2 separate regions of the Bicyclus anynana genome follow, and region 2 is linked to region 1. The links are chromatin contacts, called in public Hi-C maps. All regions are on one chromosome and are shown on one strand. Each heading gives the region's core, a stretch centred on a gene start, on an enhancer-like site or on the middle of the called end of the contact. The rest is flanking DNA. Distances are from core to core; before and after follow the strand shown. Region 1 holds the start of LOC128199928. Region 2 overlaps LOC112058452 (serine/threonine-protein phosphatase 2A regulatory subunit B'' subunit beta).

What was found. Hi-C and Micro-C count contacts between places; a contact is called where the count stands out from the background.
Region 2: a Hi-C map of whole larva shows a contact between it and region 1, with 2.7 times the contacts expected there. The contact joins the enhancer-like site here to the promoter of LOC128199928 in region 1. A contact is called at or near these places in 2 of 2 Hi-C or Micro-C datasets (whole body and whole larva).

The regions. Positions count from the first base shown.
Region 1 is chr4:5,322,301-5,325,150 of ilBicAnyn1.1, reverse strand. LOC128199928 reads right to left here and starts at 1,275. Exons shown (of 4, transcript XM_052891571.1): 1 at 82-1,275. The coding sequence starts at 954. LOC112052924 reads right to left here. Exons shown (of 8, transcript XM_052891566.1): 8 at 1,115-1,278. The coding sequence ends at 1,115.
Region 2 is chr4:5,494,526-5,497,416 of ilBicAnyn1.1, reverse strand. All of the region lies in intron 1 of LOC112058452 (serine/threonine-protein phosphatase 2A regulatory subunit B'' subunit beta), which reads right to left. Among protein-coding and RNA genes, the nearest start is that of LOC112058452, 22 kb to the right of the region's middle. Within about 2 kb of position 1,371, at least 4 of the 8 cell types and tissues checked have open chromatin away from gene starts, as enhancers often do.

The sequences.
Region 1 (2,850 bases), core at 26-2,525:
GAATAAATATTTACTTTGGCGCATACACGCAATACTTAGTATAATACGTACTGCTATATTTTAAATTAATTGGTTCCTTACCTGTGCTCTGATAATAACGTCGTGTGGTCCTCGCCATGTGGTGGCTGCTGGTGACTTCCTCTTAGCCAACTCTAGAGTGGCTTCGCTGGGGCATCGTTCGAACATAAGAACACGCTCTGCTACAGAGCCGCGCGTGAGGAACGGCCTCACAGGCGTGGCGCCTTGCGCGGAGGCGGCCTCGCCGGCGGCGCCAGCGCTGGACGCGCGGCGAGCTCGCGCCTCAAATTTAGACCTGGCTTCTGTAACGTGCGACCCGAAAGAAGCTCTCCTCTCCCCACTCGCTCCCGCTGCCGGCTTCCTCGCTCCCGTGTCCAACCGATCCTGATACCGGCTCTTAGCGTAGTCCACGAGCGATATGGGGGGAACCACGTCAGGTCTCTCGGCGGGCCGTTCGGCGACGACCCCACCTGTACGCAAAGCGCGCAGAAGTCTCTCTTCCTCTCGAGCGACCTCCAAACGCATCGCTGCATTATCCGGCCGCCTCACACTAGCCCCAGATCCGGCTCCATTCCGCTCCGGTACCAAGTCCGGCGGCAACATAATTTCTACAGTCTCAGTTTCGGGATTCAGGCGCAAATCTCGCCGAGGCTCGGGTCTCTGGTCGCGGAGCTCGGGCCGCTCCCGGATTTCCGGACGGTTGCGGAACTCGGGCCGCTGCTTTATTTCAGGTTTGGGCTCCGGTTTAGGTTTAGTCCGTAAGCTCTCGGCCAACTTGAGGCCGGGCGTGGGCCTGCACGACAGAATCTCCGTGGGCGCGAGGCCGCGCGCTTTCCAAGTCTGATATATAGCTTCCGCATGATCCGAAATCTGTTTGGCGATCGCGGCGATGTCCTCCTCGCCGGTGTCGATCTCCCGGCGCGCCGTGGCCGCCATGGCCGGGCTAGTGCACTACTGCAGCGAGCCCGCGGGCTCCATGAAACACTGAACTGACACTGATTCCACTGTATCCGTAACAAAAAACTGCACTAACGACGTTCGCGATCGGCAACAGTGTAACAGCTGTTAGTATCGCGTGGGGAGTAAACAAAGGCGGTTAGTCGAGAGCGTTCGCGCGATATTCGCGGAGGCTCGGAGTGCTCGAGACAGAACTCGCCGGCGGCGGCACCGCGCGCGGACTGCGGCGCGCGCGGAGGGCCCACGCCGCCGCTCCCTCCCGGCGCGCTCCCGGCGTGTCCTCCTTGCTCACTCGGCTAGCACCTGATAACAATACCACTATTATTCAGTCTGGAGCAGCCTTGCTCAAATTTCTATCATAGGTGTGATGACAGAAATGCTTGGAGGCTATCAGATCAGCTTTCACCGCCACACAGGAAGTAAAAAATTGTAAATAGGTACCTAATATGATTATTGTAAATACTCTAGAATCACTCGAGACTACAAATCAATCAGACTACAATCAGAATCAGAATCATTTATCTGCAAGAAACATTGCATTTTAGATACGAAGATGTAATGCTTCTTGCAAAAATGAGCTTTTAATCCTAATCTATGTTTTTAAATAAGGCCGTATAAGTGTAATGTTGAAATATTAAGCAATAAAAATAAAAATGGAAAACAAATGATTAGCTTTTGTGATATATTTAACAAAGCTTTTTTGCCTATAATTTGCTTGTCTACATATAGGTAATTTCTATGAAACATAATATTTTCTTATCTACATATTAGGAAAGAAATATTCCGTCCTATCCTTCTTTATAACAATGGCTATAGGTATTCGGATCAGTAGGTAGTTACTGAGAAAATCTCGGACATTGCTTAACAATCCTCATAAAAACATACGTCGAGACGGCTCAAACATCCCGTATGTTTGTATGTTAAACAATAATTTAAAGTCAAACACACAACCTCCTTTTTCAAAGTCGAGTAAAAATCAACGCCATCAAAACAAACACACAACTTCCTTTATTAAATCCTGGTAAAAATTTAACGCCTATGATGTGAATACAAACACACAACCTCCTTTTTTTAAGTTGGGTAAAAATCAACGAATATAATGTGAATAGTCGCATAGTCCACCCAGCGCACGGCGCGTGTCGACGCACGCGGCTCGTCGGCCGTCGCGACTCCACGAATAGCGCGCTATTTATTTACGCTCCCCTACTTTTTTACTATTTCCCGCACCGCACAGTCGCGACGCTTTAAACTCGCCTTTTGGTTAATCGCACACTGCTGCGAGAGACGCGAGTGCATTATGAAACTATGACCGTTTATCTAGGATTATAGAACTACGATATGCCACACATCGTAGGATATTGTACTGGCGCCAACTAGAACATGCGGCTTAATGACGTTTTAAATGTTAATACATTGTATTTCGTTCATTTATCGAACTGCTAAACTAAAGCCAAGGTTTTCGAGCGAATATATTCAACTGTTAGTAATTTATTATTTGCTGGATTTCCCATTACGTACTTTTTAGGTAGGTAGTCGAGCTTTTTATATAAGCATATTCACACACACACACACACAGTATACCTTTGTGTGTACCTATACGAGTGTGTGTATGTGTGGAATGGGTACGAGTAAGTATATTTGCTCGTAAAACGAATTCTTGGTGAGAGTGTTAGCATGAGATGATTGCTTGCCATGAGGCCTAAAATCTATTTTAGCTTGGCTCCCATTCGCACGAGAGTTTTTTTAACGGACCTGGAAATAGGCCTTCATTTAACTTCATACTATATTTGAACGCTTTTTTAACGTCCGTTAAAAAAGCTCTCGTGCGAACGAGGGCTAAAGAGCTTTTACATCAAAAATTTCTATCGACTGTTT
Region 2 (2,891 bases), core at 122-2,621, 170 kb before region 1:
TGCTATAATAACTGTTATAGAATAAAACATTACAACCCTGCCAACTGTCACAGTAGCTTGGTGGGTATAAGGCCTAAGCTTTCCCAACAATGTAAATAGAAATATACCAATAGCGGTGCAATCGGAAATATGCTCTCATGTCTTTCATGTTCGGACAAAAGAGATGGGATTACTCCGCCGTCATTGGTCGACATTTAAAATAACATTTCTCTTCACAAGATCGCATAGAGATACCGATGTGCTCTCATACAAAGAAACACACAATAAAACAAAAACAACCTTCCTGAAAACTAAAACAATGCAATCCCTGAACAAAATAACCTTTCATTTTCTCGTGGCCGCCGTATTTTCATATTTTCCGTGTAACATGGATATAAATACAAGTCTCCCGGTGTGTTTATTTTGTATCTGTGTCAAGGTGTAAACGGAGTTGTGGTCACGCGCGTCCCGCGGGTGGTCCATTTCCGGTTACGGTATACATAATGTAGTTTCCGGTGTTCAATCGTGGTCGTGGTCGGTGTAATGGGACGTCACTATGTCTGATTGTCAAGAAATATTTTAGCAGGTCATTGCGGTACTGGAGTAGAGTAGTCATTACCAGTTTATTATAACAGCTTACTAGCTAGCTTAGCTAGACCTCCCTCCTTATAGCAGAGGGGATAATATGGAACTTGGACCCACCTGGCTTGCAACACGCTAATACGAATAACTCAACCTATTTGAATTTCTATACGAATGTGATAAACTAAAATCTACAATATTAAAAAAAATACGCAACGGTGTAGGAAAAACATCGTGAGGAAACCTACATCCCTGAGATTGTATTTAATTCTCTACGTCTGCCAATCCGCATTTAGCCAGCGTGGTGGACTAAGGCTTAACCCCTCTCATACTGACAGGAGACTCGTGCTCAACAGTGAGCCGAATATGGGTTGTTAATGATGATGATGATGATAATGACTCGTACACGCAGATTTTGTAGACGTAAAAGAATGTTAAAGACAAAGACTTATAGCATGTGAGGCGCTTAAATTGGTTAACATTCAATAGATATACTTATATAAATAATTAAGATTTAATAATAAAACGACATATTAATATTTGAAATACCAGACAGTACGCATGTTACTTTAAAAGGACATAATATAGATTGCGCAGGTATGTCGTTCGCTCTCTCGCGGTAGACAAAGGAACCAAATCGACTTCCTGCTTTGGCAATTAGCTGTTACTGTTCCATTTACTTGATAGGGATGCTACAAGTATTTCCTGGAACAATATAATATAATGTACAAAGTAACTACTCGTAGCTGTTTCAAGAGGATACGTTCGCTTCGTAAAGGTAGCATTCGGTTCTTGGCAACCGCGACCTGCGACGGCGACCGGTTGTACGACCCACTGCTCCACGCCTACCAGTCGCGCGACGCGGTTTTGGGATTTGTTTAGTGTGCTATATAAATTCACTAGCTGACGGCGCGGTTTCACCCGCGTGGTTCCCGTTACCGTAGGAATATGGGGATAATATTGCTACGGGAACTAACTAACACTGAAACAATTTTTCAAATCGGACCAGTAGTTCCTGAGATTGGCGCGTTCAATCAAACAAACAAACAAACTCTTCAGTTTTATAATATTAGCATAGACACTAAGCAGTGGATCATGCGACCCGGTCGCGGTCGCAAATTGTGGTTGCCAAGAACCGAATGCTACCTTAAGTTAATTAGTTATCTGTGACAGTAAAATAGATACTTGATACTGTTTTCTAGAATCTAGATAAAACACTATTTGAGTTATACAAGCTCCCAGCGTTTACATAGTCCAGTAGTGCAGGTTAGTACTGATTAATTTAATTGGACCGGATAAATTGGGCGTATTTACGAGTATATCATAATTTTAGGTTCCTAAAACTTTTATACTATTAACCAATAAAATATTTAAGCGGCGGGGACCAAAGCGTAAAAAAATATTTGGCCTGAAATTAGCGTTAAATTAGTACATTGACTCTACTCGTACATCCTAGTAATAAAAGTAGCTCTTTTTGCCCTATAAATAAGTAGACGATTTGATGACCGCCCGCTCTAGTTCTTACTCCTATTGTCCTATTTCACTGATGATGACGCGAACGTGCACAAGGAAGTCCGTTTCGATCTCTTTTGCCTCGTTGTAATTTTACAATGGATTTTGAGAATGATTTTCCTTTGTCTTTTCTTTAGAATTTTAGATTATCTTTTTTTTTTAATATAGGTGCCTATATGATATTAATGTTATAAAGGCGAATGTGTTAGTATAGTTAATAGTTACTCCGTCAACCCTGGTTTAACATAGGCTATTCGAACGGCTTCCGCTTATCATATTTAGCTAATCAATTTTTTAAATATGGCTAATATTGCCCTCCCTTGTCCAACTAAGCAAAAACCTTGTGCTAAGAGTAGTTATGACAGTAGTCCAACGGACGGGAGTCGAACCGTAGACACCCTTAGAAAACAGAATTTAGCAACTTCTGAGCACTTTTTTAATACTAGTTTCGTTTTTTAAACCAGTCTAGCTAGCTTATTCACCATTTTGGTCTTTATTATCAAATTATTAAAATAAACATCAAACCAATTGGCAAAATGTTATTTACCTATACCCGGTTGATTTCCACCAGTAAGCACCGGATAATATTTGTTATATAAAATCTTTTCTTTCGTATAAGTATATAGGTCAATTAGCATACGTCAAAGATAGTGAATTAGCCTGCAGGTACAGTAACTATAGAGAGATAAACCTAACCTTTCAAAAATGAATGTAAACTAAGTCTACTTGAAATAAATTCGAATTTCGAGTTTTGATTACTTTGTGAGTCACTGTTAACCAATATTCCTTATTTGTCAATGAATAGAACATCAACAGAT